2 separate regions of the Sus scrofa genome follow, and region 1 is linked to region 2. Evidence: chromatin contacts called from public HiChIP or PLAC-seq data. All regions are on one chromosome and are shown on one strand. Each heading gives the region's core, a stretch centred on a gene start, on an enhancer-like site or on the middle of the called end of the contact. The rest is flanking DNA. Distances are from core to core; before and after follow the strand shown.

Region 1 (6,045 bases), core at 2,462-4,961, 110 kb after region 2:
ATGGGTTAGCACTTATTTACTTATTTAAGGCTGCACCTGCAGCATATGGCCAGGCTAGGGGTCTGATTTGAGCTGCAGCTGCACTGCACCACGGCCACAGCAACACCAGATCTGAGTAGCATCTGTGACCTACACCACTGCTCATGGCAATGCCGTGACTGAGGCCATTGATCGAGGCCAAGGATCGAACCTGCATCTTCACGGACTATGTTGGGTTCTTAACCTGCAGAGCCACGATGGGAACGCCCGGTAATCACTTCTTAAAAAAAATTATCATTTATATTTCTGTTGTTTTTGTTAAATACCAATGGAATTGATATTTAACCTTTCTCCACCTCGCTCTTTCCACTTAACGATATACGATATATGTAAAGATGGTTTTAGAGATAGTCCGCACTCCGTTTTATAGCCATGTAGTGCTCCATGGTGTAGATGTACCATAGTTTCTTTAAATAGGCTCAAATTGATGGACATTTGGGTTGTTTTCAATAGTTTGCTGTGCCAGTAAATAACCATGTACATGAGTATTTTCATATTTTTGCCAGTGCATCTTTTTATTTTTTCTTTTTAGGGCTACACCCATGGCATGTGGAAGTTATTGGGCTGGGGTGGAATTGGAGCTGCAGCTGCAAGCCTACACCACAGACAAAGAAATGCTGGATCTGAGCCGCGTCTGCGACCTACACCACAGCTCATGGCAATGACAGATCCTTAACCCACTGAGTGAGGACAGGGATCAAGCCTGAATCCTCATGGATACTAGCTGGGTTTTTAACCCACTGAGCCACAACAGGAACTCCTGCCAGTGCATTTTTGTATAATTTCCTAGAAGTCGGACTGCTGAATCAAAGGCTAGATATTATAAATTCCCCTCTATGGAAGTGAAACCGTTTTGCATTTCTACCAGCAAATTATACTGCCTGTTTCCCTGTGCTCCACCAAAAGAGCATTTTGTAACATTCTTGGATCTTTGCCAGTCTGATAGGTAAGAAATGGCATCTCAGCGCAATCTGAATTTGCATTTCTCTATGACGAGCAAAGTCGGGTATCTTTTTATAGGCTTCAGAGAGGTTTGCATTTCTTTTCTGTGCATTGCTTGTTTATATCTCTAGCTCATTTTTCTGGTTGTGGGTTTTCTTTTTTCTATTCTGTTTTTAGAAGCTCATTATTTATTTGTCTGCGGCATAAACTGCAGATAATTTTTTCCCAGTGAGTCATTTGCTTTGCTTTCTTTCTTTCTTTTTTTAAATGCAAATGCATTTCTTTCAATGTGGTCTAAGTTATCAATCTTTTGTTTTACTGGTTCTGATTCTGAAAACAGGATTTTTTCCACTTTCAGGTTAAAAAAGGAATTCATTCATGTTTTCTTCTAGGATTCAACATGATATTTTTAATGCTCATTACTTTTCCCTTTTCCATTCCTGATGAAATGTTCCTATGTTGGAAGTCGTTCCTTTCCCATTTTAAGTAAGTCAAACACTTGATGTGCTTCACGCAGTCATTTTCCTAACACTGCTCTTTCACACACATGAACCCTTAAGACTGTGCAAAGTCAAGACACATGCCTGTGAATGTGTCATTGTGTTTCCCCTTTACAGAGCTCCCCTGTGCCACCTGCAGTCATGAAGTCACATAGTACCCAAACTACCAAATGCCCCAAATGCCAAGGGACTGCTAGCATCAAAATATTTTGTTCTCCCTCCATTTAGGGAATGAACAGCAAAAGAAATCTAGGTGCAAGAGGAGAACAGGTTCTCTCTGGGGCCAGTCAGCACCTGCCAGGTGGCCAGAGTGAGTAGGGAGTATTCACACAGATGTTTTGTGGGTGTTTTTATGGAAGAGAGAAGAATTTTGTTAGTAAGAACAGCTGCAGCCAGCTGCTCAAGGAAACTCTGCCCAGTGCCCTGGCATCATGGGTACGGCTTCTTTTGTAAAGTGCATCCATTTAGGAATGGTGGAATAGTTTCTTACTTCTCTTTCCAGAGATATATCATGTTTCTCATCTAAAACATTTCTTCGTCAATAGGCTTTTGGAAGAATGATTTCCACAACTGCAGTCTGGTATGTGGTTAGACAACGACCTCACTTCTTTGGATCTCCAAATAAGGCCACAGAAAGTCTTACGTTTTTCATGTTGAAAAACAGAAAACAGGAGTTTGGGGTTAATAGATGCAAACTATTGCATATGGAGTGGATTAACAATGAGATCCTGCTGTGTAGCACAGGGAACTGTATCTAGTCACTTGTGATGGAACATGATGGAGGATAATGTGAGAAAAAGAATGTATGTATTTGTATAACTGGGTCACTTTGCTGTACAGCAGAAATTGACAGAACATGGTAAATCAACTATAATAGAAAAAATAAAAATCTTAAAAAAATAGAAATCAGTGATATTCAGATATTTGATAATAATACAAGAGCTTTCAATATATAAAGTAGTGACTGTTTTACTTGAGTTATACAGGAATCATATATTATATATGTGTGTGTGTGTGTGTGTGTGTGTGTGTATAATCATTCATTAGCAATCTAGGTAATCCTAATTCAAGTTTCCTTGCATTGGAGTTCCCATCGTGGCGCAGCAGAAACAAACCCGACTAGGAACCCTGAGGTTGCAGGTTCGATCCCTGGCCTCGCTCAGTGGGTTAACCTATGCATTGCCGGGCACTGTGACATAGGTTGCAGACGTGGCTCAGATTTGGTGTTGCTGTGGCTATGGCATAGGCTGGAAGCTGTATCTCTGATTAGACCCCTAGCCTGGGACCCTCCATATGGCACAGGTGTGGCCGTAAAAAAGCAAAAAAAAAAAAGTTTCCTTGTATTATCCTTGAAACAAACAAATGCTCAAGAGTCTAAACCCTCTAAAGGTCTACTTTATCTTCCAAATTTCTTGAATTGCTTTTTTTTTGTCTCCAGGGTTCTGAAACATTCTGATACTGCTATTTTGTTCAAAGTTCTAATCCTGGCATTGAACACAATGTCTGGCACACATATTTGTTGAATTAAGGAATAAAAATCTGGGAGAAGTAGATATCCACACCCAAAAGGATGAAGTTCTCATACGATAAACAAAAATCAGCTCAAATGGATTTAAGGCCTAAATGAAAGAGCTAAAAGTGTAAAACTCTTAGAAAACATAGGTATAAATCTTCATGACCTTGGATCAGGCAATTCTTACATATGACCCCAAAAGCAAAAGCAACCGAAGGGAAAAAACAGATAAAGTAGACTTCATCAAAAATTAAAAACTCTTGTGCTTTGAAGGCCACTATCAGGAAAGTGAAAAGAAAATGCACAGAAGAGGAAGCATAAACATCTCTCATAGTATCTGCTCCATACTTCCTATAGAAATATTTCCCTGTACCAACTCCAGAACTGCTGCTCCGCATCTTTCTTTTTCCTGCTGTCTCTGATCCTTTCTTTCTCACGTCTCATCTTTTTTCTTTTCTTTTTGTTCCCACTCTGTTTCTCCTTTTTCTTACTTTGTGCCTAAGGCATGTGATTTCAATTTTTATTTTAACAAACAGGATTCTGTTGTTTTGTTTTGTTTTCAATATCACCAGGGAATTTGTTTGAGCGTTAAAGAGCCTGGGTACCACAGAGTCTTTACCACACTGCCAGTTGCTTGCTTCTGTATACTTACCCAAGGCTCTCGAACAGACGTACACAACAAAGTAGGCCTTTGATCCTGAAAACCTAGGGATCCCACTGGGACGAGGATAAATATTTATCTCTATTTGCTTTTTTCTGTTGGGGCCTGGTTTCTGGCTTGCTCAATGTCCTATTTGGCCAAAGACCAGCCAGGTCAGGAAAAGATCACTCGGCAGTTCCAGCCTTGAAAACATGCGGGAAGAACCTCCAAATAGTTCCCATATGAATTTTAAAAGGGTCATCTGAGTACACTATGAGTATAAGGAAATATGTAGGGAGAAAAGACATTATTTGCCCGCAAGCTAAGTTAGAGGAGAAAACCAAATATAGCCTATTCTCTTATGAATTTCTGCTCATACTCATACCTAAGTAAAGACAAGAAACATTCTAGAATGTTCTAGAAGGGCTGAAATAGTTCTCTGATGGCTGCAATGGAGGAAGAAGTAAAGGATTTGAGGTCACGCAGGCTGTGGTTTTCAAATCCCAATGTTGCTACCCATGAGCTAAGCCTCACTTTCCGAAATTAGAAAAACCAAAATAATAATAATAAAAAAACCCCTATTTTACAGAGTTGTGGAAAGGATTTATGGATATTCATGTACGTAAAAAATAGGGCACAGTAGCAATTCAATTTTGGTAGAAATGCTAGATGTGTCCCACTCTCTACTAATGGCTCTGGTTCCAGAGCTTCAGGTTACTGTGTTCCTTGATCCAAAGCTGGAAACCACAGAAAGATGAGCTGTTCTCTGACTCTAAAACAGAGACCTGTGGAAACGGGCATGTACTCATCTCACCCATAAACCAATCTCATTGTTCATGGATAGGCAAGATCTATCAAAACTCAGTTGTTAGCTCTGCGGACATCCTGTGTGTAGCGAAGGGACATCAAGGGAATTTCCTAAGCCACTGCTTCTGCAAAGATAAAGAATGGCTTCTGCAGGCAGGAGCCTGTAGCCCCTAATGCTGCCACCGCCATCTCTATCCATCACCAGTTACTTCCCCCATTTCCACCACTGGTGCCACCACAGCCATGGCCACTTCCACTACTAACATTATCAGCACCATCATCATGACCGATGCTACCTCTTCACCTTCCCCCATCACAACCACCCTACCATCATGATCATCACAGGGCATTTAGCAAGAGGCTGGATGCTAAGCAAAGAGTGGCTAGGAGTTCCTGTTGTAGCTCAGCGGGTTAAGAAGCCAACTAATATCCATGAGGATGAGAGTTTGATTCCTCGCCTTGCTCAGTGGGTTAAGGGTCCGGTGTTGCCGTGAGCTGTGGTATAAGGTCGCAGAAATACTCAGATCCCACGTTGCTGTGGCTGTGGGGTAGGCCATTGGTGCAGCTCCGATTCGACGAACAGCCTGGGAACGTCCATATGCCACGAGTTTGGCCCTAAAAAAAGAAGAAGAAAAAGAGTGGCTAAAAGTAAACCGGCCTAACATGAAGGCTTAAAAGTGGGTCTATTTGGAGAGCTTTTCAATTGCCCGGACAAACTGCCACATCTACCTCTCCTTATGTACAAAACGGGCCCCACCTAAAGCTACTTGCTCCAACAAATGCTGCTGAATTGGAAAGAGATTCCTAGAGAGGCAATCCTAGAGAGTCGTTCTCTTCCCCACCTTTGTGGGATGCAGAGCCAGGGCTGGGAGAAGGTTCCCCAGCTCCCTAAGTGGGTCTCTAACTTGGCTTTGCACCTAGGCTACTCACTGAGTCCCGACAGGCGGAGCAGTGGAATAAGTGAGCAGCTATGGCCTCGCACCAGGAAGGGTGGGTCATATTTCCATCTGCCAGGAAGAGGCTGGCCAGAAGTTTTGTTACAATGAACTTGAAGCTTACTGACAAAACAGCTTTGCTGGTAATCCAGTGGAAGGCTCATGTCTTGGGAGAACAAGGCGGGCATTCACTAATGCCTTGCCTGTCACCATAAGGAAAACTGAAATAATATCCTTTTAAAATATCTTTCACAGGGGTATTGCTGTATTTTCCTTTGAAGACATGAAAAAAATATGTAACAGCCCTTTCTCCATTTTAAAAATAGGTCACAAGTTTTTGCTTTTAAAAAAAGGAGCTATTTTTATTTTTCCTTGTAACTTAACTGAATTTTTAATTATCTTTTTAAAAAGAATTTTTTTTTTTTTAAAGTAAAGGTTATTCCTAGGCTGACACTGAATATGCCAGGTCTGCAGCTAGAAGGCAATTTTTTTTTGGTCTTTTTGCCATTTTCTTGGGCCGCTCATGCGGCATATGGAGGTTCCCAGGCTAGGGGTCGAATCGGAGCTGTAGCCACCGGCCTACACCACAGCCACAGCAACATGGGGATCTGAGCCGCGTATGCAACCTACACCACAGCTCATGGCAATGCCGGATCCTTAACCCACTGA
Region 2 (6,436 bases), core at 1,424-3,923:
GAGTGTGACACACAGAAGCGAAGAAAGTGTTTTTAGAAAGAGGGAGTGGTCCACCATGATGAACGTTGCTGCAAAGACGGGCAAGAGATGCTTCCACTGTCTGGCAACATGAAACCAAGATTTCTTTTTCTTTTCTTTGTCTTTTCTTGGGCCACACAGCATATGGAGGTTCCCAGGCTAGGGGTCAAATCAGAGCTGTAGCCGCTGGCCTGCACCACAGCCACAGCAACGCTGGACCTACACCACAGCTCATGGCAACTCGGGATCCTTAACCCACTGAGCAAGGCCAGGGATCGAACTTGCAACCTCATGGTTCCTAGTCAGATTTGTTAACCACTGAGCCACGATGGGAACTCCTGAAACCCAGATTTCTAAGTTGTTCTTGGTCCATCATTTCAAGACCAGAAAGATAACACCTTTGATTACTGTGTGGTTTCCCGGGACTTCTTTCCAGGTCTCATCTGTGTAGTACAACAAAAATCTGAGGACAGATTCTCACAAGTCTGGTTCTTCCTTTCACTTATTTTGAGGCTCTCCGTGCCCATTTAAGGGAGGATTCTAGGGAAGGAGAGGAAACTAAACCTAGACTATGTAACTTGGGATCGGTTCAGAAACATTTCCTCTTCACGGTCAGTGCATCGGATAACAATATTTTCTATAGTGATGTGCAACAAATCTTTCAAATGCAGTCATTTCACGGTTAGCCTAAATTTAGGCAAACACAATTTCTGAATACTAAGAAAAACAAATGCCATAATAAGCCTTCTAGCACAGGGGTCTAAAAATAGTGTATTCCTTCTCCCAGCTCCACACACAAAGGACAAGCTCTTGGACATTAGAAGCACCACCAAGTCTAGAGCTAACGCTCTCTGCACATGTGTACGGATTTCCCACTGTCCTTCTGACTGCTTATAAGCTGGGAACTTATTTCATCAAGTAATGTTATTACTATTATTATTCTTATTATTTTTGCTTCTTAGGGCCACACCTGCAACATGTGGAAGGTCCCAGGCGAGAGGTCAAATCGGAGCTGCAGCTGCCGGCCTACACCACACCCAGCAATGCCAGATCCGAGCCACATCTGTGACCTATGCCGCAGCTCACGGCCAGGCCGGATCCTTGACCTGGGGAGCCAGGGCTTGAACCTGTGTCTTCGTGGATACTGGTCGGGTTCCTTACCTGCTGAGCCACAACGGGAACTCCAAGGAATGTTAATTATAATGCCCCTAACTCCACCAAAGGACTAGGGGCATGCAGAACGGGAGGCTTCCAAAGGACTTGGGGAATGGAAGCATCGAGCCTTGAGAGCTGACGGGATTGGCCTAGTTACAGCTCGCACATAAGTGTGCTCCCGCAGCAGCCACCTTAAAACAAACCTCTCTGATCTTCATCTACCTCCCCTTCCGGCACAACTTCTCTCACACAGTCCACACCCAGTGTCTCTGCTTCCTGATCTCCCCTCACTCGTCACTTCGATCTAGCTCCCTTCTCCACAACTCATGAATACATGCATGCCCGTCAAGGTCACCAGCATCCTTTGCAGGGCCCACACTCACTCCAGGGCCCCTTCTCTCCCTCCCCGTCCCACGGCCCTCGGCAGCATCCAACATCCCATTCCCATCTTCTTGACTCACTTTCTTTTCTTTCTTTTCTTTTCTTTTTTTTTAATTGTTATTTTCCCAATACAATTTTTGACTCACTCCCTTTCCTGACTTCCAGGACTCCTGGCACCTGGGTTCTCTCTGCACTGATTTCCCCAGCTCCTCCGCTGGCTCCGCCTCTTCCTCCCAACCTCTTCTCCCACCTTCTTCTTTCCCAGTGATTTTACCAGGCTTGGGATTGTCAGTAGCCATAGGCTGAATGTCCCCATTTTTTCCAGTGAGCTCCTGACTTGTAAACCCCACTGAGTTCTCAATAGTTGAGTATCTATTTGGCACGTCAACCTTAACACATGCCGAATGGGAATCTTGATTCTTCCCTCCAAAGCCTGCTCCACCCGGAGTCTGTACCATCTCACCACATGGCACCGCCATCTGTCTGCCCAGCTGCTCAAGTCAAAAGCCTAGAAGTCATTCTGGACACTTTCAGTTGCCTCCTCTCCACACTCAATAGACCAAAGACCTGCCAGTCCCACTGCCAAAACTTGTCTTAAATAGGTTGGCTTCTCGTGTCTGTCCTGTGACCAGCAGGACTGGAAGCGTGACCGTCTACTGCCACGTTCTAACCCATCTCCTTGCTTTTTGTCTGCTGCCCGCAGAGCAGGGATCCTTCCCTGCTGAAGGCCCTGGGCGGCTTCCAGTTGCACTTGGGGGAAGGCTGGAAGCTCCAGCGCCTGCCTGCCTCTCCCTGCTCTTCCTACCACGCTGCCCTCCTCTCTGTCCCTCCAGCACCAGCATGCCAAGCCGTGTGCCTCCTGCCTTAAGGCCTTGGTGCTCTACAGAGAGGCATCCTCCTTGCTGTCAATCTCTGTGCTCCCTTCACACCGCTTCTTACCACCTGTCACTAGCCGTGCATGCAAGAGGGGCCCAACTGACCGCGAGTTGCATGAGAGCAGGGACCCTGTGCACGCTGGCCGTGGGTGTGGCCATCCCGCTGGCTGAGTGACCGGATGTGTGAACAGTGGCGCTGGGTGGGGCAGGCAGGGCTCCTGGCTCTGGCTTTCCTAAACAATGGATGAGTCAGCCACAGCAGCAGTTAGCGTGAGAGGGGGGACTTCTTCGTGGGAAGAGCGGCCACACCCTGGCTGCCGGGCAGCACAGAAGGACTGGTCGGCCTCGCTGGGGTCAGGCTGGGCCCGCATTTCCCTCAGACTCCAGCCTTAGGGGGAAGCCACCTCTGTGTGTGTGTGTGTGTGTGTGTGTGTGTTGCAGGGGGGTGTTGTTTATTAAAAATAAACAACAGAAGCAAAATCCATGCAGGCGGGCTTCTGCCCAGGAATTGGCCTTCAGGACAGCCATCTAAAAAGAGGGGTGACTCCTGGATGGCCGCCTTCCCACCTGTCTGACCACCGAGTCCAAAGGCTGGGCTCCAAGCAAGAGGGGGCAGGAGGGAAGCTTCTGTTGCCATGGCAACTGCAGTGCTCCTGGGGCCTAGGCTTGAGGTTTCAGATAAACAACTATTTAGAGACCTGACGAGAAGGAGCAAACAGAGGAACCAAAAAAAAAAGAAAAAAAAAATGGCAAGAAGTAATCCTTAACAAGTGCTGCAGGACACACTCAGAAAATAAAACACAGGAGCTGAGAGCAGAATCCTCCCACCAGCACAGGAGTGGCCTCCTGCGGGGCTGCATCCGGAACAAAAGGCCCCATTGACACAAACATCTGTTACTACTAAACACTTAGGAATCAATATTTTCCTAAAGGTTTTTTTTCTTCCCCCCACCCCGTTTGGCTTTCAAGGGTTACTGTCTGCCAGGCTACCGGACTTTAACCTTCTCCAAGTCCGCAGCCACCACACAGAGTGACTATTACGACCTCAAGTGAAGAATGTGGTCCCGGAAACGGCCCCGTGCTTTTTTTTTTTCCTGAATAGACACCCAGGGAAAATGTCAGAAGGCAAATCCAAACCCACACCCTGAACGACTTAAAACATAACAATCCTGTCCCTGGGAGGATGAGTAATCCAGCCCAATTTAATTTTAAAAGGAAACAGCCGATTTAAGGAGATGGCCTGGATGAGGCTTGAAGGAAAGGAGGGGGGCGGGATCACGTGATGCTTTACCTCAACACCTGCATCTCCTCAGGGGAGCTCCGCACCTCGTCCCGGAGGCGACGCCAGCGCAGGCAAGCCCTCAGCTCCTGCTGCTCCTGGGCCTCGTGGGGGGCCAGCTGCTTAGACCACAGACACACAGACACATATGCACAAAACACAGTCACTGTTGTCCTCACGCAGGGTCAGAGCCGTCCCATGGAGCGGAGAGTTTTGGTTTTTTTGCAGGCGAAGAGGGGGTTGGGGGCGTCGGTGGCACAGAGGCCCCTGCCTTGCCTTGTGCCCTAGTAGTAGAGGGGTCAGAGGGCCTCTGAGGTCCGCAAACGTAGAACCAGCCCTCACCCCCCCAACCCCCGGGCCTTTTTGGGAGGCGCACACCGCCCCCCCCTCCTGGAACCTCCCCCACAACCCTACCCCCCCCAAGCCCCCACCCTCACCCTGTCCTGGAACCTCCCCTCCCACCCACACCCCTACCCACTTGGGAGAGAGAGAGAGCGAGCCTGTGAGCAGGCCTCCCCAGGGGGCCGTTTGCACTCTGGTTCCACCCAGCCCCTTCCTGCTTTGTCCTGCATCGGGTGGGAAAGGCCCCCTCCATTTACCTCCTATTCTCCCCAGCCCTCAGTTTGTCAGGGCTGTTTACAGTGGAGCCGGCTAATGTGACCCAGATGATTCTGTTTGCATAGAAGCAGAAAGGCCGAGCTGCCTGGACGCAGGCTTGGGGAAAGAGACGGCCTTGCTCCCTGCCCTGCTGGTCAGAATGGGCTGCCCTCCTCCACGTGCTCTTGAGGCCCCCACGGCTGTACCCTCCACAGGGGAGGGCAGCAGCGTGCCCACTGGGGAGGGAAAGGGCTGCATCCACAGGCATTTCTGGAAATTAAAGCTCCCTAATAGTTCCCTTGACAGTTACTTACTGATGCTCCGCCAGGCCCTGGGGACAAAATGGACACAGCTTCCTGAAGAGTCCAGATAAGAACACTAACGGTCAAAATGTAGTGACAGGGCAGTTCCTGTTGTGGCTCAGTGATAATGAACCCAACTAGTAGTATCCATGGGAATACAGGTTCAATCCCTGGCCTTGCTCAGCGGGTTAAGGATCCGGCGTTGCCGTGAGCTGTGGTGTAGGCCGGCAGCTGCAGCTCTGATTCAACCCCTAGCCTGGAAACTTCCATATGCCACAAGTGTGGCCCTAAAAAGATGGAAAAAAAAAAATGCAGTGATGACAGGGAAGAACCCCGATGCTCCCTGGCCCATCAGGGTGGTAGGAAGGCTTTCCTGAGGAGGTGATGGCACCTGAACCGGTCCCCAGGGACAGGGGAGTCGTCCAGGGGAGGAGGAGTTTCAGGAGGAAGGAAAGCATGTGCCAGGCTCATGGGGCCTGAAAAGAGTGTGACATGTTTAGAAAACGGTGAGGGATAGGGTCAGGCAGGGAGCAAGATGCCATCCAGGGAGGGACAGAGGTACCAAACAGCCAGCAGAGGCCAGGTGACCAATGAACCTTGTGTGCCCTGTTGTTAGAGGCTAAATTGTCTCTCCCCAACACATATCACACAAGTTGAAGCCCTCATCGCCAGTGTGACTGTGTTTGGAGACCGGGCCTTTCAGGAGGTAATGAAGGTTAAATGATGTCAAAAGGATGGGGCCCTACAGAAGACCTGAATAGACATTTCTCCAAAGAAGATAACACAGATGGCCAAGAGGCATATGAAAAAATGCTCAAATAATCACTAAGTATTAGAGAAATGCAAATCAAAACTACAATGAGGTACCACCTCACACAGGTGAAAATGGCCACCATTAACAAGTCAACCAATAACAAATGCTGGAGAGGGTGTGGAGAAAAAGGTACCCTCCTCCACTGTTGGAGGGAATGCAAACTGGTACAACGGCTATGGAAAACAGTATGGAGGTTCCTCAGAAAACTAAATATAGAACTACCATATGACCCAGCAATCCCACTCCTGGGCATACATCCAGACAACACTTGTATTGAAAAAGATACATGCACCCCTCTGTTCACTGCAGCACTATTCACAATAGCCAAGACGTGGAAACAACCTAAACATCCATCAACAGATGAATGGATTAAGAAGATGTGCTACATATACACAATGGAATACTACTCAGCCATAAAAAAGAGCAAAGTAATGCCATTTGAATCAACATGGATGGAACTAGAAACTCATACTAAGTGAAGTCAGTCAGAAAGAGAAAGACAAATATGATGATACCACTTATATCTGGATTCTAATATATGGCACAAATGAATCTATCTGCAGAAAAGAAATAAACTCATGGACTTGGAGAACAGACTTGTGGTTGCCAAGGGGGAGGAGCAGGGAGTGAGATGGACTGGGAGCTTGGGGTTAGTAGATGCAAACTACTGCATTTGGGATGGATAAGCAATGAGATCCTGCTGTGTAGCACTGGGAACTGTATCCAATCGCTTGTGATGGAGCGTGATGAAGGATAATGTGAGAAAAAGAATGTGTATGTATGTATGACTGGGTCATTTTGCTGTATAGCAAAAATTGATAGAACACTGTAAAACAACTATAAAAGAAAAAGAAAAAGAAAAAGAAAAAGAAAAAAAGGTTTGGGGCCCTGCCCTAATCCAGTAGGGCTGGTGTCCTTATAAGAAGAAGAAGAGTTAATGCCATTTGAAGCAACATGGATGGAACTAGAGGCTCTCATCCTGAGTGAAGTTAGTCAGAAAGAGAAAGACAAATCC

Evidence for each region. HiChIP or PLAC-seq counts read pairs in DNA pulled down with a chosen protein or histone mark.
Region 1: a contact with region 2 is called in an H3K27ac HiChIP or PLAC-seq map of skeletal muscle. The contact joins two enhancer-like sites. A contact is called at or near these places in 4 of 47 Hi-C or Micro-C datasets (brain, embryonic fibroblasts and skeletal muscle) and 2 of 2 datasets of contacts at active chromatin or transcription factors (alveolar macrophages and skeletal muscle).

The regions. Positions count from the first base shown.
Region 1 is chr10:27,350,765-27,356,809 of Sscrofa11.1, forward strand. All of the region lies in intron 5 of C10H9orf3 (aminopeptidase O), which reads right to left. Among named protein-coding and RNA genes, the nearest start is that of C10H9orf3, 120 kb to the right of the region's middle. Within about 2 kb of position 3,712, at least 16 of the 83 cell types and tissues checked have an H3K27ac peak or open chromatin away from gene starts, as enhancers often do. A contact at or near this core is called in skeletal muscle, where this site is marked.
Region 2 is chr10:27,237,093-27,243,528 of Sscrofa11.1, forward strand. C10H9orf3 (aminopeptidase O) reads right to left here. Exons shown (of 19, transcript XR_002336299.1): 7 at 3,721-3,827. Among named protein-coding and RNA genes, the nearest start is that of MIR23B, 160 kb to the left of the region's middle. Within about 2 kb of position 2,674, at least 50 of the 83 cell types and tissues checked have an H3K27ac peak or open chromatin away from gene starts, as enhancers often do. A contact at or near this core is called in skeletal muscle, where this site is marked.